Linked DNA regions of Mus musculus: all the other regions are linked to region 2. The links are chromatin contacts, called in public HiChIP or PLAC-seq and promoter capture Hi-C maps. All regions are on one chromosome and are shown on one strand. The core of a region is the stretch at or near the end of the contact, and the rest is flanking DNA. Distances in the headings are between cores, read along the strand shown.

What was found. Promoter capture Hi-C pulls out the DNA fragments that hold promoters and counts their contacts. HiChIP or PLAC-seq counts read pairs in DNA pulled down with a chosen protein or histone mark.
Region 1: a contact with region 2 is called in a promoter capture Hi-C map of embryonic stem cells, with 3 times the contacts expected there. The contact joins the promoter of Zbtb24 here to the enhancer-like site in region 2. A contact is called at or near these places in 14 of 39 promoter capture datasets (the 3T3-L1 cell line, the C10 cell line, the HPC-7 cell line and 9 more), 2 of 15 datasets of contacts at CTCF or cohesin (the NIH/3T3 cell line and large pre-B cells), 20 of 484 Hi-C or Micro-C datasets (CD4 T cells, CD8 T cells, the G1E-ER4 cell line and 15 more), 28 of 115 datasets of contacts at active chromatin or transcription factors (the SCID.adh cell line, acute myeloid leukemia, bone marrow-derived macrophages and 18 more) and 4 of 9 other capture datasets (adipose tissue, embryonic stem cells, liver and 1 more).
Region 3: a contact with region 2 is called in an H3K27ac HiChIP or PLAC-seq map of embryonic stem cells, with 8 read pairs. The contact joins two enhancer-like sites. A contact is called at or near these places in 8 of 39 promoter capture datasets (the 3T3-L1 cell line, 3T3-L1-derived adipocytes, the HPC-7 cell line and 4 more), 20 of 484 Hi-C or Micro-C datasets (B cells, the G1E-ER4 cell line, the HL-1 cell line and 8 more), 2 of 115 datasets of contacts at active chromatin or transcription factors (both in embryonic stem cells) and 1 of 9 other capture datasets (pancreatic islet).
Region 4: a contact with region 2 is called in an H3K27ac HiChIP or PLAC-seq map of regulatory T cells, with 5 times the contacts expected there. The contact joins two enhancer-like sites. A contact is called at or near these places in 18 of 39 promoter capture datasets (the 3T3-L1 cell line, 3T3-L1-derived adipocytes, the C10 cell line and 12 more), 2 of 15 datasets of contacts at CTCF or cohesin (CD8 T cells and the NIH/3T3 cell line), 18 of 484 Hi-C or Micro-C datasets (CD8 T cells, LSK cells, the MNK3 cell line and 15 more), 24 of 115 datasets of contacts at active chromatin or transcription factors (the 230-238 cell line, CD8 T cells, the HPC-7 cell line and 17 more) and 4 of 9 other capture datasets (adipose tissue, bone marrow-derived macrophages, liver and 1 more).

What each region holds. Positions count from the first base shown.
Region 1 is chr10:41,445,695-41,451,653 of GRCm38.p6, reverse strand. Zbtb24 (zinc finger and BTB domain containing 24) reads right to left here and starts at 1,296. Exons shown (of 7, transcript NM_153398.3): 1 at 1,124-1,296; 2 at 1-565. The coding sequence starts at 534.
Region 2 is chr10:41,689,052-41,694,495 of GRCm38.p6, reverse strand. It overlaps Ccdc162 (coiled-coil domain containing 162), which reads left to right. Exons shown (of 48, transcript NM_001358562.1): 2 at 1-145; 3 at 4,037-4,109; 4 at 4,361-4,471. The coding sequence starts at 9. Among named protein-coding and RNA genes, the nearest start is that of Mir3473b, 21 kb to the right of the region's middle. Within about 2 kb of position 4,140, at least 43 of the 459 cell types and tissues checked have an H3K27ac peak or open chromatin away from gene starts, as enhancers often do. A contact at or near this core is called in CD8 T cells, Th1 cells, Th2 cells and 6 more, where this site is marked.
Region 3 is chr10:41,826,111-41,832,352 of GRCm38.p6, reverse strand. All of the region lies in intron 1 of Sesn1 (sestrin 1), which reads right to left. Among named protein-coding and RNA genes, the nearest start is that of Sesn1, 19 kb to the right of the region's middle. Within about 2 kb of position 1,277, at least 40 of the 459 cell types and tissues checked have an H3K27ac peak or open chromatin away from gene starts, as enhancers often do. A contact at or near this core is called in embryonic stem cells and pancreatic islet, where this site is marked.
Region 4 is chr10:41,526,114-41,531,650 of GRCm38.p6, reverse strand. It overlaps Cd164 (CD164 antigen), which reads right to left. Exons shown (of 6, transcript NM_016898.2): 5 at 4,768-4,824; 6 at 609-2,979. The coding sequence ends at 2,810. Among named protein-coding and RNA genes, the nearest start is that of Cd164, 9.4 kb to the right of the region's middle. Within about 2 kb of position 1,435, at least 50 of the 459 cell types and tissues checked have an H3K27ac peak or open chromatin away from gene starts, as enhancers often do. A contact at or near this core is called in CD8 T cells, Th1 cells and regulatory T cells, where this site is marked.

The DNA.
Region 1 (5,959 bases), core at 47-2,546, 240 kb after region 2:
CAGTTCTGATCTCCCTTCCTGCAAACCATTGGCTTTTCTTGGTCTTCCCCGTTTCCGTTTCAGAGGATCGTTCTTCTTATTGGAAATAACCACCACTGGCGTCCCAGTGCAGTTCAAAGCTGGTGGCTTTGGGGCGCTATGGTTATCCTGGAAGTCTGCGTATGCCTTTACCAGGTCATAGACTTTTAAGAACTGAGCAGTAGCCAGGATCTGCTCTGTCGTTTTCTCACTGGCATGTAGATAACCTGTATAGATAAATTCCAGCAGGATGCCAAAGGTGTCTGCAACCATGCCTTCCAGCATGTAGATAGACTGGCCAATCTCGCCCTCTTCCGCAAACATCATTGAGAAATACTCGCTACTGGCGGCCAGCAAGGCTTTATGGGCTCGGAAATGCACATTCTCCACGATTAAAGTAATATCACAAAGAAAGCCCTTCTTCCTTTGATCCTCCAGACTGGCCAGCACAGTGTCACTGTGAGTGTCTGAGTGTACCATAAGCTGCCCACAAGGCTCCGGGGTTGTGTCTGCCATTTTCTCCAGAAGACTCTGAAGAGGCTTAAATCTGAAATAAAAAATCAATGTTTATTTAGGAAGAAGTATTGCCTAACTAGACTGTTCGTGTTCCAGCTGTCACAACCCAGTTTTTTTTTTTTTTTTTTTTTTTTTTTTACATTATCACCTTCTACACTCTACTTGGAAAGCCAAGCCTTGGGTTCCTCCCCTTGTTGCGGCTACCCTGCTGGATGCCTCTCCAGTACCCACATAACCTCTTACGGTGGGGAATTTCCTCTGGAAATTAGAGAACGGGTTCAAAAGTCTGTACGGCCCTCCGGTCCGTTAACTTTGTAATTAAACTTTCAAAGTGTGGCGGCACAAAGTTGGAGTTGGGGGTGTGCTGCCTCGATGCTACACACGGAATAGCTGTTTCGACTATAGGAACATATATGAGAAATATGGGAACGAACCCACGCAAGGGAGATCTACGGTGAAATAACGCGCGGATTCAGAGGCCCCGCTCTGAGCAGCGGCGCCCGGAGCTCCGTCCCAGGCCTGGGGCCTGAGTCCCGCGGACGTTCCGCGGCCCAAGGCCCCGGGCCGAACCAACCGGCCGCGGACCTACCTGTCAGGGCCGCCCCGCAGGGACTTGCTACGGTCAGCCCACCCGGCTGCCCAGAGGGCACTAACCGGGCCTGTCGCCGGTCCCCGCCCCCGCCACCACTACGCTGTAGCTCCGGACTCCCGGCGTCTGTCAACCCGGAAGCGCGCACAAGGGCCGTAGCATCACGTGACCCCGGAGCCCCGCCCCGAGGGCGGGCTTTGCTGTGGAATCCGGAAAGGGAGGGTCTGGTGCGGAAACCTGCCAATCTGCGGAAATTTACCTCCAGTTACCCCGCTGAGTTTCCTTTAGACCTCAGTAGACACCACATCCGCTGATTAGATGCTGAGCATAAAGACGGCGGTGGCTTCAATCAGCAGATATTTACCTCCTGAATGAATCCTCTTCCTCGCTTTCCTTCCCAAGTTACTCATCCTCAGCTCTGTGTTTATCCATAAAATGGAGGTGTTAACCTACCTGGTACGGTTAGAATGAGCTTAGTAAGTGCTTGGCTTGGCTAAAAAGACCGAAACGACCGCTGTTTTTATTTAGATTTATGGCACTTCTGAGAGACTATTGAGGGTTTCAGTTGTCTCAGGACAGTGTCGCTCCCTCTGAGACCTATGGGTATGGGAGAGTTCTCTAAATAAAAACCTGGGTAGGATCTGCTGTGGCTCTGTGTTCCGGACCAATGCTCCTAAGTCCCGCTCAGATTCGTTCCGGACCTACTCCAACTGTGCCAGCAGCTTCCGCTCAGCGTTTATGCATCGCGTGTACCTAATTATCTCTACTTTGTCCACTTCCAGATTATAAATTTGCCATCTATATTGCCCACAATTTGGAAACTAAAGATGGAATTACCAGCCGGACTCTTTCTTTCTTACTAGTTTTTATTAAAAGTGTAAGACCCCCAAAGCTGGGCCTCCGCTCAAGTCCCGGGATGAGCTGGCCAGCACCCCAGTGTCCCGAGAGAAAACCACACCTGATGCAAACTGCAAGAGGTTTTATTATCAGCTAGCTGAGGACGAAGTGTCTCCCTAAGTGTCTCCGCATTAGAGATCAGGGAAAACAAGCTTGGGGAACGTCTAGGGGCTTTACCTTCCAGGGAGAAACGCTCTAAGTTGGGGTCTCACAAAAGCAGCTCATACCACACAGGTATGAGCTCTGTGGTTTCCCCCTTATCTTTACAGAGTTATCTAGTGCACTCTATCCAGAGCTCCCTCGAAATCGGTCAGATATGTGGGCGTCCGAGTGGGATGCCAGGAGAGCTTTGCTTGACTTCTGCACTCCAGAAGGAACAAGGGTGGTTGTGGGATTGGGGATTTTGTTCAGTGATAGAGCACTGGGTTCTGGATTCTGCCCTCAGCACCGAGAGGAAAATAATAATAATAATGATAATGATAATAATGATAAAAAGACAGAAAGAACAAGGGTCAGTCTTTCAACTTTGCTTTCACATAGGTTTTTGTTTGGTTTTCTGCTGAAAGAATTGCAGTAAAAACAATGCAATAAAAACTCCACAGAGCCAAAACTAGATCAAATTTATCGAATAAGCTGCTATTTAAAGGAGAAACTGGTTATCGGTAAGAGTGTCACTCGGAGCTGGTCACCAGGAACCACTCTGAGGAAGACTGTCAGAAAAGGCTGGTTGGACAAGGCTGAGGTGGCCAAACCAAATGTGAGATGCTCACAGCTAGATGTAGGTTAATATTAGGTGAAGATGTAGGTTAATAAAATGAAAGCCAACAAGATTTAAAATGCTCAAAATATTTATTACTTTGAAATTTGAAGAATTTAAAATGTCAGCTCATAGCAAAAATCTAGAGTGTTGAAGATATTGATGATAATATTATTAGAGCATAGATTATACCCTTTTATGAGTAAGATTGCTAATAGAGGAAATAGTGAAATAAATGGGTTATCCAGAATTTTTCCTCCTTCTTTTCCATATCTAATTTCCATTATTCTACCCCTTCCCACCTGAAAGAGACAGAGACAGAGAGAGAGAGAGAGAGAGAGAGAGAGAGAGAGAGAGAGAAATCAACAGAGCCTCCTGTCTCCTGGCCTCTGGATGGATTGGGTCTGTGGAGAACTTGACCCAGGAGAAAGGAGAAGGCTTATCATTAGCTGGCAGATGACAGTTAGTGGAAGTCTTCTGTGGCAGTGAAGGTAACAGAACCTCTGTGAGATCTAGGATGGTTTGCTGATATCTGCTGAAGAAGCTGTAGTCCAAAGCCCATCATGACTTCTGGGACTTGAGAGGAACAAAAGGATAATCGTGCTGTTGGACAGTACCAGCACAGCTTTATAGCCACACCTTCTCTTCCTCCTCCCCACTTTCTCTTTGTCCTCCTCCTCCTCCTCCTCCTCCTCATCTTCCTCCTCGCTAGTCTGATAGTACTCCTACTCCTATTTCCCAGCCCTATCCTCTGCACTACACCCAAGTGGTATATATTGGCTTTGAAAAAAAAAAGATCTAATTCAGACAGGAAGAGTGCCTGAGAATACAGACAGTGTACACCTGCTTCTATACTGAGGGCTCTCAGCACACCATAACACAGGTTTGATGTGTTTGGAATGTCTTTTATCCTGGTTAAGAACTTTCAATTTTGGGTTGGAGAGGTGGTTCAGTGGTTAAGAGCACTGACTGCTCTTCCTAAATTAGGCCCTGAGTTCAAATCCCAGCAACCACATGGTGGCTCACAACCATCTGTAATGGGATCTGATGCCCTCTTCTGCTGTGTCTGAAGACAGCTATTTATTTATTTATATAAATAAATAAATCTTTTTTAAAAAAAGAACTTTCAATTTTGATTATTTTCCCCCAATTTCACATGTCTTGATTCTGATAGGTCATTTAATTTGGATGTTACCCCCTTGGAGAGAATTGTTTTCTGAACCACCCCCAAATTAACTGGAGATGTATCTTTCTCTACCCAGTTCTTCATTTATAAAAGCAGAAAACCAACCCAAACCAGAAACATCATCCCCAGCTATATATTTGATATTCTGTTTGAATTTCTTTCCTTTCATCTCCAGGATATGAAATTTTAATACACTTAACTGAATTCAATATATTTTCAAGTGAATTGAGAAGGAAGTAAAAAGTATATCATAAAATTTAAAGTGTTCAACACTATAGTGTATTCCTTTGAGTTTTGAAGTGCTTGGTCACGTTTGCTCACAACCATCCGTAACTGCAGGTTCAGGGAAGTCAGTGTTTCTTTCTGACCTCAGAAGCACCAGGCATGCGTGTGGTGCAGTCAAAATGCTCATACATAGAAAAGAAGTAAATCTAACAAAATTAAAAGTGCACTGTGAGCCGGGCGTGGTGGTGCACACCTTTAATCCCAGCACTCGGGAGGCAGAGGCAGGTGGATTTCTGAGTTCAAGGCCAGCCTGGTCTACAGAGTAAGTTCCAGGACAGCCAGGGATATACAGAGAAATCCTGTAAAACAAAACAAAACAACAACAACAACAAAAAACAAAAACAAAAGTGCACTGTGGCCGGACAGTGGTGACACATGCCTTTAATCCGAGCACTTGGGAGGCAGAGGCAGGCGGATCTCTGAGTTCGAGGCCAGCCTGGTCTACAGAGTGAGCTCCAGGACAGCCAGGGCTACACAGAGAAATCCTGTCTCGAAAAAAAAACCCAAACAAACAAATAAATAAAAAAATGCAATGTGTAGGAATTTGATCCAATAGTGCATAATAATTCAGTAATAGACTGTCTGACACACTGTTCACAGTCATGTGTACGGTGGGTGACCTGTCTGTACCTCTCCCATATAAACCTCTGCATGTCTGTGTAGCTGCATTTGCATGTGTGTGAGGGACCTGCACTGGCCAGAGCTATAAACCATCCTGGGAAATTCGATTTCCCAGTACTTGAGTCCCCTGCACTCTGTTAAGAGATGCATTTACTCAGAGGATGTGATCTTGTGGGAAGAGATAAAATAAAGGGAACCATGTGGGTTCGGGTCCTAGCTCAGCTCAGTGACATCTTCCTGAGAGAGAGGACAGTTGTCTACACCTGTGCTGGATTCAGCATCTTCACAATAGTGGCAGCTGAGACACTAAAACTCACAGGGCAGCGTCTTTGAGGTCATCTCAGAGAGACGCTTCAGAAACCCCTTCCCCTTTTCTATCCCCAAAGAGGAATCAGAGAGTCTTAACAGCTCTGTGATTGGTCTTGCTGCTTCTTGAACTCCAGACAGAACACTGTAAAGTTGTTTAGTGGTTGCTCTATATAGCCTGAAAGACACTCTTCCAACCCTAAGGCAAATTCCCCGCCCTCCATCAGTGCATATAATTTATTGCAGTTATCACATAGCTTTTAAAAATCTTTGATTTTACACACTAACAGTTCAAAATTAAACAGCATTTTAAGTTATTCCCACTGAGAAAGATAAAACATGATTGCCAAAGCTTGATGTCAGTCTAAGATCTAGGACAAAGGAAGACTGTGAAACTAAAACAAGGAAAAAGCAATCGATCACTCACAATCCTCCCGTAAGCCACATTTCTTAAGCTTTCATACAAACTCCATACTCCAGACCCCTTCATTAGATCCTTTGTCCCACTGTAGTCTCCTCTGTGTGTACAGCATCTTGATAAGTGTGTGGACCACTACCCTAGTATTTAGCACTTCTTTCTTTGAGATCCAAACTTGTGTGTCCTTCCTCCAGCCTTGAGCAGGCTAAATAGACCTTAAGTGTTTGCCACATTTGGTCTTCTGTGGTCCTAGGTGACATCTTCTGCACTGCCACAACAGTAATTTCCTACAGGAGCAGACTGCCTGCTGAGCTTGCTTTGCAACATAATTCTGCTGAAACAAAGGATGGGTCTGTGGGCTCTCCC
Region 2 (5,444 bases), core at 2,891-5,390:
TAGAAACCATGGACAGCGTGTATAAGTTCTCCTCCACAGAAAGGATAGTGCTGTTGGAGAAGGAGCTGGCGGTGAAGCTGAGTGAATTGAAGACTGAGGTAGAAGATCAGGGACTCTTTCCAGGAACAGGCAACCGGATCTTCAGGTAAATTCAGTGTCAGGTGGGGCTGCTGAGACGTTTCCCTCCCCTTCCCATCCTATGATCGTTCTGCCCTGAGCTTTTGCTTCAAAAACAGTTGACGTCATGTCCAGCTTAGATAAATGACACTCAGTGACAGTTTTCAATGTCTTTCCCCCGCTACTAATGGAGCCCAGCCTTGCTTAGCTGTGGAGATCAGATGATGTCTTAGTTAGGGTTTTACTGCTGTGAACAGACACCATGACCAAGGCAAGTCTTATAAAAAAACAACATTTAATTGGGGCTGGCTTACAGGGTCAGAGGTTCAGTCCATTATCATCAAGGTGGGAGCATGGCAGTCACCAGGCAGGCATGGTGCAGGCAGAGCTGAGAGTTCTACATCTTCATCCAAAGGCTGCTAGTGGAAGACTGACTTCTAGGCACCTAGGATGAGAGAATTAAGCCCATACCCACAGTGACACACCTACTCCAACCAGGTCACACCTATTCCAACAAGGCCACACCTCCAAATGGTGCCACTCCCTGGTCCAAGAATATACAAACCATCACAGATGAGATCTGGGTGCTAAGGCAGTATACCATAGAGCATGTGCCTTTTATGTCAAGAATAGTCATGATAGATTGTAAGCAACATCTTATCTAACAAAGTGGGGAAATATTACGCCATTTTCCTAAGTTTCAGAAGCTACTATATAAATGAAAAGTTTCATTTTGTTCAATGACACTTGGTAAGACACTTAAAAGCTGACATAATGCTAGATATTTGGCGGTGGGTTCTGCGAAACACTGTTCTGTCAAGGGCCCTTTTGGAGGTCATTCCTGCTGCTCATAGCCATCAAGTTGCTTCAAAGGAGCAGAGGACCTGGATCACTGAGTCTTTCCAGCCCAGGCCTTTACAACCATGTCTGTTAAGATGAGAAACCTGCTGGTTTGAGCAAGTGTGGTGTGGATGGCCAGAGGTGTCTGGAGGAGATCAGGGAATGACCGTATGTTCACACATTTCGACTTCATTCCAAAGTGGATTTTAAGAACAGGCAGTCTAGATGTTTTCCTTGGTGTCTGAGGTAGATGCAGGATGAGGAGTGAGGCAGAGGGATGCTGGGACCAGGCAGGTTAACAATGCTCTTGATCCTTTATATGCAAATGAGGCAAAAGCGGCTGTCCTACCACAAAGATCACTGGACAGTGCACACTATTTTGAAAACTATGACATTCCAGAGATAATGTTGATATCGCAACTTTTATGCCCTACAAGGACTCTGGGCTGTGCCACATGACAGGAAGGTTTCTAAAGGGACTTTGAGAGAGCAGTGATGGAAGATCCTATATTTCTCCGTGACCCAAGCCACCCTCCACTGTAGCCATCTGGAAGAATCTAAATGATGCTGTTTTCTAGGTGTGGTAAACGCCCACTCTGGTGGATCACTTAGAAATCTCTCTTATCACCCAGCTGAAAATGACCCTTCTTCTCCTTGTTCTTCCTCCGTAATCCCCATGTGCTGTGTGTGAGCACGTGTAAGTTCAGGCTGGAGGTCAGGGGACAGCCGAGAGTGTCAGCCCTCACCTTCTGCCCGTTTGAGACAGGTCTTTTAGCCACTACTGTGTATGCCTTGCTAGCTGCCTCTGAGCCCTCCCATCTCCATCTCCCCATTAGGAGAACCAGGATGCAGGCGTGCACACCGAGTCTAGCTGGGGACCAGTTTAGACCTTCACACTTGCATAGCAGATGCCTTATCTGCTCTGCCCATCTTTTCTTTCTTCTTCTTCTTTTTTTAATCAATTACTTTATTTAAATTTTAAAACATTTTACGTTCTCATTTAACACCCTGAGCCCTGGACCTTGCAATAGTTATATGTCCATGAAGCCCTCTGGATAAGTGGACAAATATCACAGGAGCAGCATTTGCTGAACTAAGAGCATCTCCTGTGAACTGGCTGCTTACGCTCTGCCGCCTCCTTTAGATCACCCACAGGTGCATTGAGGTTAAGGAGAGGAGTGACATAGCTAGAGACACAGTTGGGCAGCCAAGCCCGTGCCTGCTCTGGCTCCCAGCACATCAAGGATGAGAGACAAGAATGCAAGGGAAACCTCCTGCGATTTCCTGTCAATAGCTGCGTCCCTGTCTTGTGGGTCATTGCTTCTCTGCTCCATGAAGATTCAGAAAACAGACAACATACCTGTCATTGATGGCTGATTTTACTCTCAAGATCTTCTTCTTCCTGCTCTTCCTCCTCCCTCCTTCCATCCCTCCCTCTTTCCTCCCTCTCCACCAAGGGCTAGGAGAAGAGATAAGGCATGGATTGTCTCCAACTGTCTTAGTCAGGGTTTCTATTCCTGCACAAACATCATGACCAAGAAGCAAGTTGGGGAGGAAAGGGTTTATTCAGCTTACACTTCCACGTTGCTGTAGATCACCAAAGGAAGTCAGGAACTGGAACTCAAGCAGGGCAGGAAGCAGGAGCTGATGCAGAGGCCACGGAGGGATGTTCTTTACTGGCTTGCTTCCCCTGGCTTGCTCAGCTTGCTCTCTTATAGAACAAGATTACCAGCCCAGAGATGGCACCGCCCACAATGGGACCTCCCACCCCTGATCACTAATTGAGAAAATGCCTTACAGCTGGATCTCATGGAGGCATTTCCTCAAGGGAGGGTCCTTTCTCTGTGATAACTCCAGCCTGTGTCAAGTTGACACACAAAACCAGCCAGTATACCAGCTTCAAAAACCTGACACCAAGTGTCCAGGTGGGTGTTTAGGCTTCTGTGGCCCTAGGGACTTGCTGGCTTGGGCCATCCTTGCCCAGTGACCCTGCTGATCTTTTCTGTGGCGTCCCAGTCCTATTGCTTATACTGTCAAAGTGAGAACATGTATTTCCTTTTCTTGCCTTCTGTTCCCGCCCCTTAGTATTGGAGACTGAACCCAGGGCCTTGCCCATGCAAGACAAGTGCTCTAGCCACTGAGCTACGCCCCAGTCTCTTAACAGAGCATTTAACAGAAGTACTGTCCAACAAGGGAGCACATTACCAGTGCATTTTACAACATTATCTCAGGACTCTTGGGGCCAAGCGGACAATACCAAAGTAAGCTTACTGCTATGTCCCTCTGGCTCCCTCAAGTGTATCTTAGAAATATCACTGTGGCTCCTTGGCCAGGGGCTGCAAGCTAGGAATCTGCTTTGCTGCTGTCCTCTGGCATTCCCAGGGCTGCCAAGCCTCACGTTGCCCATTGAGCTCCATGGGGACAGCACTAATCTTCTGTCCTCGAGCTCCACTCCTCGCTTGTTGTCCAGCTTAGGGAAGGACTCCCTTCTCTGGGCTTGAACAGCCCATCCTCCATGTCTGCTCTGTGATTCCTAGGGTCCAGCTGTGTTCCTGAGGCAGCAAGTGTGGTTAAAGTTTTCCTAAAGGATTTCCCATTTGATAGTTCCATGTCGTTTCTACCTTCCAACAACCCACCATGAACATAAAAATAAAAACATTTTGTTTCAGTGATTAAAGTGTCAGTGTTCTATATCAACTAAAAAGACAACAAGGTTTAATAAGCACACTGTGTGTCAGACACAAGATTTCCCCTCTAAAAGGAATACAAGTGTGTGTGTGTGTGTGTGTGTGTGTGTGTGTGTGTGTGCGCGCGCGCGCGCATGGGTGGAGTAGGGGACTGGGGTAAATCAGAGGAAAGACTCTGGAGAGGAGAAAGAAACTGGCCAGGGAAGGGTTAGCAGAGATCAAGTATATCAAAGTAGAAGAGGGTGGCCTTTATACCCCACCACCACCATGGGCCAGAGTGACATTCCTTCTGGAAAGGTTGGGAAGGGTCACAGCGATCAGGCTGGCCGCCTGCTATCTGCTCTATCATAGCATCCCGTAACACAGCTTCTGTTGCACAAACCTCCCCGCAGCTCCGTTCAAATACCAAAGGATGTCGCTCACTTTAGACGCGAACGGGAAGCGGCTCTGAAGAGAACTCTCCAGGTGAGAGGGGGGCATGGGCGGAGTCAGGAAAACAAGTTCGATTTAGCTAAGGGAGAAAGAAGTTCGCAGGAAAAGCTCCCCACCCCCACCCCGGCAAACAGCTGATACTTTTGAACAAAACAGCCCCACATCCTGTTCATTGCTAAGCTAAGCAAGTGCGAATCATTGTATCCTTAGATAGATCGGATGTTTTGACATTTGAAATTTGGTAGATTGAGGATGTTTGAAACTCATTCATTGTTTGGGTTTAGGTGGCTGAGTCCAAGCCCCTTGTTATTCAGGCAGATGTCCTCAAGAGGGAGCTAGAGAGCTGCCTAAGGCGAGAGTACACACCGGAAAACCTTCCTCTGCTTCTGTTGCAGGTAGGGTCATCTTGCAATCTGAAAACATACTTGGAGTATATTAGAAAGGAATCAGCAAGCTGACTTTTAGGTAGCTCCTGTGGGCAAGTGTTCTGGAGATGGGTAATTTGCAGACTTGGTGTAAATGCTTTCTTCATCAGAGATCATTTCGTTCTCACAGCTAAGTTCAGCTTAAACTTGTTGGGCTGAGAGATTGACCGGGTCTGCCTAAATACTGTTTGTGCCGGTCTTCCACTCTGCAAGGAAAAAAACAACCTCCATCTCCCAAAGGCCAAAAAACAAAAACAAAAACGTTTATTTCTGAAAACCACTCTTAAGAAAATAATTCAAAGTAGGAAAATAATTTGCATTAAAATTCCTGCAACATTGTAATAAGAGTGAGAGATGGAGACAGGAGGGAAGAAGGGAAGGAGAGAGGGAGGGAGAAAACCAGCCAGCCTTACTACCGTCAAGAGAAAAGCAAATCAATGTAGATTGCTATTTGATAGACTATTGTCCTTCCATCGAGTGTTGTTGTTTTTGTTTTGTTTTGTTTGCAAAGGAATTACTTCATCTTGTGATATTAATTAAAACTATGTATGCACATTTGATAATATTGATCATATTGACCAAAGACAGAAGAATCCCTAAGCTTAGGTTGCAGGACAATGAAACACCCCTGAACTTTTATATAGCTTCTCAACTTTGCATAATCATGTAGTATTTAAAGTTTTTAAATGATTTATTCTTCACTTCTATTAAATCATTTAAGGTAGTCCATGTTATGAGTTGTTTCCCCTCTTAAATAAAGTTAGCTCTTTAGTAAGTAGTTAGTGCTAATCACAGAAGATAATGAGATTCTATTTGCAAGTTAAAATGTTGTTCATTTAGAATTTTTCTCTTTATAATTGTCTTTCTTCCTTCTTTTCTTTCCTCCCTCCCTCTTCCCTACCTGCCTCTCTCCTTACCACCTCCCTCCCTGCCTCCCTCCTTC
Region 3 (6,242 bases), core at 28-2,527, 140 kb before region 2:
CTGGAATCAAATCTGAAACTTTCTGCCTGTGACCTGCATGCCTGGGAGACCTGCTGCTTAGCTAAGAAAAGTTCAGCCCCATGCAATGAGCATCCTCGTCAAGAGCAGCAAGCTGGTGCTTTCTCACGAAAGTGTACTTTTGCTGGCTTAAGGCTCTCACATTTCAATTGTAAAAAGTCTTCTCTAACAGTTTCAGGAAGTAAGTGTCCTGTGCATGTGGCAGCTCAGGTGGTCTGCTGCTGTTCTGAGGCAAGGTCTCAGGTAGCCCAAGCTGGCCTTGAATTCACCTAATGGCCCAGGATGCTCTTCAACTTCTGACCTTCCTTCCTGTACCCACCCCCAAGTGTTAGGATGTTGGGCATGTACCACCACACCCAACTTCTCAATTTTTTTATGGAGGGTACTCTTTGAAAAATTGATACACTTGGGTTTTCCCCCAAAAGTACATGCAAGAATACACTGTTTTCTCTGTAACTGATGGGTCACACAACATCCTAAAAAGCCAAAATCTTCAATTTGAACCATTAAGCTGTAGCCTCTCCCAGAACAAGTCTTGGCTTTGCTTCCTGGAAAACAAGAACAAGTCTCCTTTGGTAATCAGTTTGGGGCAGTTAAGACTGCCCACTACTCTCTGCAGAGAATGTGAGGTCCATTCTCAGATCCCATGTCAGCACACTCACAACCACTATACGCATGTGCACACAGACAGACAGACAGACAGATGTGCATGTGCACACACATATATATACATAGAGCGAGAGACAGGGATGGGGGAGAGAATGTTTGCTTTACTGGTTTCATGTTCTCATCTTCCCAGAAACTACTCTCCAAGGAGCACATATGCGTTGAGCCCAACTGTGTACCTGCCCAGCTGGATGGTCTAGTCAGATCATCTACCTCTCCAGCTCACGCTCCTTGTGTTGAGTGACTGGATAAAAGCAGCGAGTGCATGCCACAGGCCCAAGAACAGCATCTGGGGGGGGGGGCGAGTTAACTAGACTATGGGCTCTGAGGTCAGCAGTCTTCTCCACCTCTCTTCCACACAGATACCTGTGCAGGTACCTGGAACAGTCTGAGACAGTAAGTGAAAGAGGAGATCAATACTATCACCAGTTAAGCTTGGATATTTAAACTTGGAATTATCTCCTTTCTCCTTTCAGACTCCCTCTAAAAGAAGACAACTGAAAACACAAATGTTCTTAAGTTGTACACACATCTTCTCTTGAGGCCTACAGCATCAAAATTGATGACAAACTAGACTTGAGTTGAGTCAGAGTGCCACCTAGTGCTCACAGCAGCTAACTGCTGAGAACTCAGGAAATGTCCTTGGTGAACAAGGAGGCAGGCGGGCACAAAAATGTAAAGTGAGTGGAAAACTGTCATTAATGGCCAGAGTCTTCAAAAGAAAGGTAACTATAAGGAAAATCAGACATCTGCAGCTTTAGACGCTAGTACATGCGCGCATACATATGTACCATACTAGAGAAAACTTACTTCCGAGTACCCTAAAGTTCTACTTCCTGCAGAATCATTCTGTGAATAGAATCTGGTGCACAGCATTCCCCTTGTATCCTTGGCTTCTCTTTCTATGGCTTTATAATCGCTAGTCATGGTCAGCCATATCCAGAATCAACAATGCGTAAATTTTAAATCACGTGCTATTCTGAGAAGTGATCTCATACCATGCTGCCAGGCCTGTGATTTACTCTTTTCCAGAGTGTGCATGCCACATGCCACATACACTACCCACTCAGTATCTTTTTAGTGGCCACCTCAGTTTTCATAACAGCTGCTGGCTCCAATGTAAGGCTCGCAGTGAAGTAGTGCATACCCAGGAGCCCATAATGTCAAAACACCCAACTTGTTCAGCTCAGGCACCTTATCACTAGTATTGTTAGCATCTTCTGAATACTCACTGGTAGTACCATCTGAAATCTCAAAAAGGGAGAGTTCTAGAAGACATTAGAAGAGAGGAAAAACACATCCATATAGCTTTAATTACAACAAGTAGTTGTTCTGTTATTGTTGTAAACTTAGGTTTACATTGTAGGTACATGCTGAGGCAGGAAGATCAAAAGTTCAAGGTCAGCCTGGGCAACTTTGCAAGACTTTGCTTCAGATTCAAATTTAAAAATTGGGAGGTGGGAATGGTGGTACTTGTAATCCCAGCATGTGGGAAGTGAAAGCAGGAGTATAAGGAGTTCAAGGTCATCGTCAGCTATGTAGTGAGCTTAAGGCAAGCCCGGGCTACATGAGGCCTTGTCACAAACAAACAAATGGAGTGCAGCTTGGTGGAACAGTCCTTGCTCAGAATTCCTTAAGTGGCTGCCTAGTACTGTACAAAGCTAGGTTTGATGGTTCATAGTTATAATTCCAGCACTTGGGAGGCTGATGCAGGAGGACTGTTGTAAGTTCAAGTTTAAGGTCAGCCTGGGCTACATAGTAACTTCTAGACCAGCCCATGTTTGTCTCAAAAATACCAATTAAAATTTATAAACAGCAAATAAATTTGAAAATGGTTTAATTTTTGAACCATTGGGATGACTATACTAAAAATGACATGAGAAAATGTTTCTTATTAAAATTAGTATTCTCTATAATTGAAGGAAGGCCCTTACTTCAACATATTATATGTAGTGGGATAAAATTTTTCAAATTTCTATCAATTATATAATAATTTCTGGTGGTTCTGAAACAACTAAAGATGATAAAGATTAGGGCTTATAGCATAAAGAAATTATTTTACCTCCACCTTTCAGACATGACTAAGTTGATAGTAATACACAGCAGTGTTTTAGTTAGGGTTTCATCGTTGGGAAGAGACACCATTACCAAGGTAACTCTCATAAAGAAATATTGAATTGGGACTGGCTTACAGTTTTAGCGGTTCAGTGCATTACCATCATGGTGGGGGCAGGGCAGTGTGCAGACAGGCATGGTTCTGGAGGAGGAGCCGAGAAGGCTACATCTTGATCCGACGGCAGCCAGGAGAGGACTCTGGCTCACTCTGATCAGACTTAAGCATGTATGTGGGACCTCAAAGCCCCACCTCCACAGTAACACATTTCCTCTACCAAGGCCCTCTCCCAGTAAGGCCACATCTCCTAATAGTGCTACTTCCCAAAGGCCAAGCATATTCAGACCACCACAACCAGCTTCAATTTGAGAAGTCTATTGACTACAGAAATCTGATTGGTAAAATATTCAACCCCATTCTTTTTTTTTTTTTTTAACTTGAGGATGCTTATAAAAGTCTGAGAGTTTTTCATTCATTTTCACTACAGGTGAGACTTGATGTGTATCTCATTATATAGCCACCAAATGGTGACAGAAAGACATCTGCCATTTCCTGCCCTTTGGCCAAGAGCAGACTGGGAAGTTTCCCTGAACTACACAGGCATGAAGGAGAGCAATGTGTGTAGGGAGGCAATGAGGAAGAGGAAGATGATACCAGAGGCAGGTAGACCTCTCCTCCTGAGTCTTGGTGGACCCTAGCAAAGGAGGAGATAGGGCCTGAGTTCAGCATCCACTGGTGAAGATGGCAGAAAATTCTTTATCTGGAGATTGCTTACAAGTGTGGGAGGAGTCAGATCAGTACCATACTAACCCTTTGATATTACGCTCTTCATTAACTCCTCTCCACACACGTACGGTCAACTGTAGCTTTCTCCACAGCATGGAGGGAGAGCCCTTCCTCCCATGCCCTAGTCCCAGGAGAGGTTGTTACAGTAGGCTACTTTCAGACTGCCTCCCACTGATCCTGCCTTACGGTATTCTTCCCATGCCATTTGCCCTTCAGTAATCTGCTGACCTTGAGCAAGGGCTGGACCTCAGCAACAGCTTTGAGTGAAAAGATTATGACTAAAGTGAAGCTTTGTCTCCTTCCAGATTATGTTGTGAAAAACTGTAACTTGTATTTTGCTGATAGTCTCTAGCTCTTCTCACGTATTTCCTGATGAAACAATCGGAGAGGCCCACATGGTAGTCCCTGGCCAATTCCATAATTGAGACCCTCTCTATATCAGTTCTCAAGGAACAAAATCCTAACAGCAATTATGTGCACATGGAAGCAGACCATACTCTCCTGAGCCTTCACACAAGATTATAGCTTTTGCTAATTTGAGATCTTAGCTGCAGTACCATAAAAGACCTTCAAGGAGAGGTCCAGCTAAGCCATGCCATAGAAATCTCAAGATAACAAATATGTGTGGTTTCCAACCACCAAAAGCATTCTGGATCAGTAGGTTAAATTGAGTTGTTAAAGCTCTTCAAACTCGCCAGAGGGACTGCAGCTAGTGAGTGAGGGTGTTGCGCTTGGCTATGACCGGGTCTCCAGTTACCACCCAAGCCTGGATGCTACTTCTGCATTTGGTACAAGTGACACTTCCTTTGTAAGATTAGGTCCTTATCAGGTCAGAGACAAAGTCACTGTCTCCTACCCAGGGGCTGCTGTACCTTCTTCAACATCCGCAGGTATAGGGCATCTGAGCAGGTCTCCTACCTCCATCTTTAGCATAATGCCCAAGTGCATGTGTGGTTTCCAACACAAACCTCTTGACAGAGTATTATTAACTTTATACTGTTTTCTATTTATTATTGGCCAGCTGGCATGGAAACACACCAGTAATTTAACAAGCATTGTTGCGCCAATGCACACAGGACAGACATCAGTCCTAGCTGAGGGTGGAAGATTAATTCTGATCTAGGCAGGATTCAAAGGCTTCCTTGGTTCAGCCCCCTTTCAAGCGGGCATCAACAGCACAAATGAATGGATTTAAATGCTAAAAAAAAAGGCATTTTAGGAACTAGAAGCTTACAAGTCCATTTGGCCACCTCCATCTTTGATTCTGGATGGGAAACTCTGCAATGGGAAGCTGGGGGCACACACCTGAAACGCTGGCACATGGGAAGCAGACTCGGATGGTCATGAAGTTGAGGACAGCCTGGCCTATACTGAAAGAGCCTGTTTCAGGACAGCACAAACCAAAGCTGCCAGGCCTGGAAGCACAGGACTAGAACTAACACGTGGCAGGCAGGTAGAGACATGGAAGGTCAGAAGTTTAAGACTGCCCTGCTCTCAGCACACAACCAATTCCAAGGCCAGACTGAGCTATGGGAGGCCCTGCCTTAAAAATCAAAGCAAGACAGCTTTCACAGGAGTCCTAGTTACAAGTTCTCACGAGCTTTGCAGATGGAGCAAAAGGGAAACAATGATCAGGTCAAAACTCACTCTGCAGGCAAGATCAAGAGGGCCAGAGCTACCTGGCCAGCCAGTCATCAGGGGCTAGGCTTGGGCATGTTGGGGATAGAAAGAGCGCACGCTTGTGTAAAGATAAGCTGAGGAGGGAAGTCAATTATCACATTAGGGTTTATTTGCTCTACTAAGCTATCTTTATTATCTCAAGCTGCCCTCATCATCCCTTGCTCTAAATTACTATTAATTCTCTATGTCATGTAATCTTTCCACATTGATTTTAAATTGTTTTTTTTAAAAACTGAGGTAATATATGCCTGTTATGAGAGAGTAGGAACTAAACACGCTACCTCAGAATTAACAGGCTGAAGGAGGCTAGTCTGCAGGAAAGGGGAAGTCTCCCTCCTGTGGCCCATCTAAGAAATCAAGTACAAACAGGAGCAGAGAGCTACGAAGCCCAACACTGGGTGACTCAATGCTTCTGTGGCTTCCCTTGGCTCCCGAGTCACTTCCACTCTGGGGAGAACTCTTTCCTTGCTTACTAAGAACTCACAGAGACCCACCTGCCTCTGCCTCCCATGTGCTAGTATTAAAGGAGTGCGCCACCAGAGCCTGGCCTGAGCCTATTTACTTATTTATAAAAATGTAGAACTTACCACACAGAATTGTAATTATAAAATTATAGACACTACAGGAAAATAGCCTTCAAAGAACATGCATAGATAGTTGTGTAAATTATTCTAGAACATAGATGAAACCTCCAAACATTAAAAGGTACAGCAAGAGCTGTGCTTGCAACTGGGTGTGGTGGTATTTGCCTATAATAAGCCCAGCACTATAAAAGGACAGGAGAGAGGAGTATGAATTGAGGCCAGCTTGTTCTATAAAGTGAATTCCAGGCCTACTCGACACCAAACTGAACAAACCAACAAACAAACCCCCGAGAGGCACTCTGCAGATGTGTGTGTCCCTCCACGCCTGGCAGTGCCTCCCTCTAGGACACTGGAGCCCAAGGCAAGCTTCTGAGGCCTTCCAATCTCTGACACAA
Region 4 (5,537 bases), core at 186-2,685, 160 kb after region 2:
CCTATGTCAATGTCTTAGGAAGCTTGCTATAAAGTTTTATGTAATTGCCAAATGATAAGGCTAACAGGGAACAAGAGGCAAAGCAGTGAATCCAACCTTTCATCCAGACTTGCAGGGGAGCAGTGAACAACTTTAGTGTAACTCAAGTAATCAAATATAGATGTTCCTGCACACGGTCCAACAGAACCAGACTCCACAGCAGCACATGACACGCTAATCAGAAGCAAAGTTTTACTCCCTATGTACTCAGAACTAAAGGGTAGGATGTAGCTGGCAAGATGGCTCAGTGGAAAAGGGTACTTGTCCAACAACCTGTGTTCAATCCTTGGGACCCACAAAGTTGAAAGAACAACAGGCTCCACAAAAGTAGTCCTGTGACACACTCTCTCACTCACTCTCTCTTGGTTAATGTGAGCTAGACGCATGCCCCTTCCATCAGCCCAACCATCAATCATTCCCATGGTTCTGTTCTCCACTAATTCACAGCCATTAGTTCCCATCTATATACCAGTCTACAGGAACAAAAGAAACAATGGACAACCCAGCCTCAAATGGACAGGTAAGGCAAACACAATGTTAATTTCATAATCAAAATATGACACTTTTGATCAAGAGACTAATAAACATTTATTTTAAATCAGTTTGGTACACATACATATTAGTTTTGTAGTTTAAGGAACTCAAATAGAAACTTCTAAGTCCAGCAGTGTCTGCTTGTGCAGCAAGTATGGCAAAGGTAAAATAAGGTATTTGATAGAACTAGATCCTCAGGACAAATCAGATGAAAACTCTGAAAAGGCTTTTATATACCTTCTGGATTAAAAAACCCAAAATCATTAATGGCTCAAAATACCTTGCTAAAGAAAGATGGTGAAGAGTCAGGGCAGCAGTGAATTCTGTGGCAAGAGCTTTTGTAGAGACTTGCAAAATGTCACTAACTTCCTACAATGTTAGAGCAGTGCTCAAAATTTCAGGAGCTTCAAATTAAGTTACATTCTTAGAAAACTTGCTACATATGCTGACATTTATATGGGGCAAGGAGTCACATGGAGGTAAATGACAAACCAATTTTGCCACCTTTATAAGGAATGGAAATTCTGTGTACTTTTAAAAGAACTTTAGCACTCACTTAAAACTAACAGCTACAGCACTGAAATAGATTTTTGTGAGGAACCTAGAAATTACAATGGAAACATAACTGTGAGGTAAACCTATCTTTCCCCAAAAACCTTTGAAGTCAGAGTTTAAACAAGTAAGGCACTTGAAAACATTAGATATATGTACAAATGTGCAAGTGAAACAAACTAGCTGTACCAGCAAGTGACAAAGAGATAGATTCATTAGTTTCACTTTATGAACCAGCCCACAGCAATCCGCTGTTTCGTATATAAACCCTGGGAACCAAGCGCTGAACTCTGTAACCAAATGAAAGCCCCAAACTTGAATGGCACAGGAAACCAAAAGCCTATTTCCAATTACAGCCTCTAGACGTGTGCAGTGTGTCAGAGGCAAGGGAGAAGTAACTCCAAAACTGAAAACTTAGTGCTTTCAGAAGCAACTGAAGTAAAAGTCTGCATGATTATAATGATAGCACATGGGAACTGAAACCAAGGAGGAAGAAAAGAAGTAAAGGCCCAAGGAAGAGAAAAGCCTATTCAGCCAGGGTATCGTCATTGGAAATCTAGAGCAACCTCTCTCAAACCCTCAGATTTTTTAAGTTACACAGGTCACATCTATTAGAAAACAAAGTGATTGTCTCATTTAAAGAACTAGAAAATGATTCTATCTACAACTACTTCCTTCTTGCCTCATGTAAAAGCCACTTTTCAAGAAAACCTGGTAGGAATCCTTAAGGTATAATATTTGGATACTTTGTGTACAGAGAGAAAGATAAATCAATTTTATGTCTAGTTTAACAGCCCTAAGAAAAATGTTAGATGGTTTGATATAAGGAAGCCTTTCAGCTCTAATTATTCTTTAGCTTCTATTTCTCAGCTCTAGAAAAAACAATGCTTTTAATTAAATATTAACAGTATGTTATCTATAAGCAGATTTCTGCTGCTCACATCAACAGTTACATTCTCAGACCAAGCTTTGCCTCCCACAGTGTGAACACATTTTTCACGACGTCTCAGTCTGTCTTAAGGCACTGTTCTGATTTCTTAATACGGTACACTTTATGAGTATGAACAAGACCTGTTGCAGATTAATGTCTGTGTATCCTTTCTTTAATCTAAATCTGGATTGCCCTGTGTGGCATCTTATTTCTAATATATAAAATACAACTTGTCAAGCATAAAAATTTACTCTAGGGATAGTTTAGTGCTAAACAAATTTAATCTATGTTTGAAGTGATGGCCCTCAATCTGCCTGACGGGTGGTCATTTGGCACTCTTCTCAATTCTGGCCACCAAGTTACACCTGGAACTAGGATGAGAATAACAGCCTTTAGGATTCTAGGGGACTACATTTCAACTGCAGTCAGAAGCTGCCTACACAGGACAGCACTCTCCACCACTTACAGAAGTTACATTTGGCATGTCAGAGGAAAAAACAGTCCCACAGCAGCAGCCATGGTAAACAAAGACGACAGCCACACGGATTCATGCAGAATATTTTAAATATTCCTGATGAACTAAATGGTTTAACTGACTTTTCTTCGAGGATGATGCTCCAAAATATCCTGTATGCATCCTTTGGAAAGGTAAAGATCCTGGAACAGCGTCTTCCATGTGGGACTTCTTCAATATTTTGGTTTCAGTGAGTTGCACAAGTTAACTGCCAGTCCACATTAATTTAACAGGTCTGTTTACAGAGTATGGTAATTTCGTTCTTTAGATTTGCAGAACTTATAGAGAAAGAAAATTACAGCCTGCACACCCAAGACAAGGACGATCCCTCCAATGAAGCTGGCTGCATCAAAGGTCGACTTCCGCTCAGGCTGGGAGGTTGGAGTCAGTGTGGTATTTGTTGTCCCTGCTATGATGATAAACAAAGAATCCTCAGTAAGTATCATGGTATTTATAATTCCCAGACCCCCCAGGCATCAACTGTGCTCCGAGTTATATTCTATACAGGTCTTCCTGAGTCATGTCTTCATAACTAGAATTTATCTCCACTTAAGGCAGAATGCCATCCATCATTCTGTCCAGGACATGATAAGGGTAATACTGCTACAAAGTTTCAAATAGGTAAGAGCTTTTATGGCATATAAACTGTCCCCTTGAAAACTTATCAAATACTTCTAAAACATGCGATAATTTTGTTAATCTACTTTGGTTAATTGTTAAAATAAATGCTTGTTAAAACTTTTTGGTTTTACTAGATAGACAAGGTATTTAAAAATTGAGTTGCTGTTTTTCAAGTTAACAACAAAAATAATAATCTATAATTTCAAAAAACAAAATAACACATAGTTGTAAATATATTCAATAGCATTCTGCTAGTTTATTTTGCATCATGAGAAAGCATTATATAGCCATAAGAAAAACAAATTTGAAAACTAGAATTCCTACAAACAACTCATAAGAAGCTAAAAGTAATGTCAGTTTAATCAATCAGAAGACCATGGAAACTAACGTTACTAAGGGAGTAATATGTTTCAATAGGAAACAAAAAGGCTATGACTGTGTTCAACATTTAAATAAAGTACACTTCACTGTTAAACTAGATCCGAGTCGCTGGGCGTGGTGACGCACGCCTTTAATCCCAGCACTCGGGAGGCAGAGGCAGGTGAATTTCTGAGTTCAAGGCCAGCCTGGTCTACAAAGTGAGTTCCAGGACAGCCAAGGCTATACAGAGAAACCCTGTCTGGGGGGGGGGGGGGGACGACACGGGACGGGGACGGGACGACAAACTAGATCTGAATCATCATCAACTGCAGGCTCTGAAGGTTTTGGTAAGCTGACCAACTTTAACATTAGCCAGGAGTGGAGCTTAATCAGCACTGAAGTTCTAGGCACTAAAAACTTTTCAAACAAGGACAATATTTGGACTGGCCAGATGTCTTGGTCTGTAAGAACATGTATTGTTCTTGCAGAAGACCCAAGCTCAACTCCCAGCACCCACATCAGGCTGCTTATAACTGCTTGTAATTCCAGCTCTAGGGACTGTCCCTAACCTCAGACACATGCACATACACACATGGACATGTAAATAAATAATACAAACAGTTTAAAAAATTCACTGCAAGTATTTTGTATCCTGTGTGTGTGTGTGTGTGTGAGAGAGAGAGAGAGAGAGAGAGAGTGAGAGAGAGAAAGAGAGAGAGAGAGAGAGAGAGAGAGAATATGAATGTGAAAACAGCGGCTTCTATGAAACTGTGAAGTAGCACAAGCAGGAAGCCACAACAAACTTAGGGTAGAAGAGTCCTTGGATCCAAGCAAGTCTAAGAAAACAAGTCTAAGAACAACTTAAGAAAAGTAGAAAGTGCAAATCTTGGCTTTTCAGATTGGTCTAATTAAAAACAATAGTTTTCCTTTCACCAAACCTATTAATGGTACCAACTCCTTCTGAGTAACTTGTAGTCACAAGTCAGATTTAGCATCTGAGTATAGAAGGGTTTTAGAGAAAACATCCTTACTTAGTCTAAAGGGCCAGGCCATAACAAACAGAAAAGGACTCCCGTCGACCATCCGGAGCCAAGCACTGCCTTGGTGTTCTATGTTAAAAGCTGCTTCGGTCCAGAACATCCAAGAGTAGAACTGGACCCTGGTGGCAGCTCAAGAAACACACTGCATCCCTGGTAGTTTATATAGCCCCGATTACCTGATGTGACAACTGAGGGAGTAGGTGTAGGAGAGGAAGGCCGAGTTGTGGGCTTAGCTGGAATGAAAACAAAATGTATTTAACAATCTTAAATTTCTTCCTGGTCTACAAAGTGAGTTCCAGGACAGCCAGGACTATACAGAGAAACCCTGTCTCGAAAAACAAAACAAAACAAAACAAAACAAAACAAAACAAAACAAAACAAAACGAACCTTAAATTTCTAACCTCACAATTATCCTACATGTAGTTTTTAATTTTTAGAGAACAGAAGCCAAATTTAGTTAATGATCCAATATAAGTCCTTACATATATTCTGACACATTCAGCCAGCATAAACTTGCTTTTCTATATATACATGTAAGACACAAAGTCTGCAAGAAGACAAAGAGGAACGAGCCTATTTAGAAAGAGAATTACAGATTTCATTCTTCTATGACAAATTATGTCAGTGTACACAACTGAAATAGACAAGTGAGTGTACTGTAGGCAGGTACCATGCTTTGCTAAGGGGCAGAGTAGGATGCTACACTTTGGAATGCAAAGTCAGTCAAGGACAAGGAAAGCAGGCACAGTTGGGTTCCAACAAAACCTTACTAATTGATTAGCAGTAGCACCCAAGGCTAGCCCAATTTGGATGATACACTCTCCCACTCTGTATGAGGCAAAAGTACCAACTAAACATGAAATGACCTCTGGAAGTAAGCACTTGATTACGAACATCAACTACTAAATGTAGACTCAAAAATCCTTATACCAGTTCTAGAAAAAA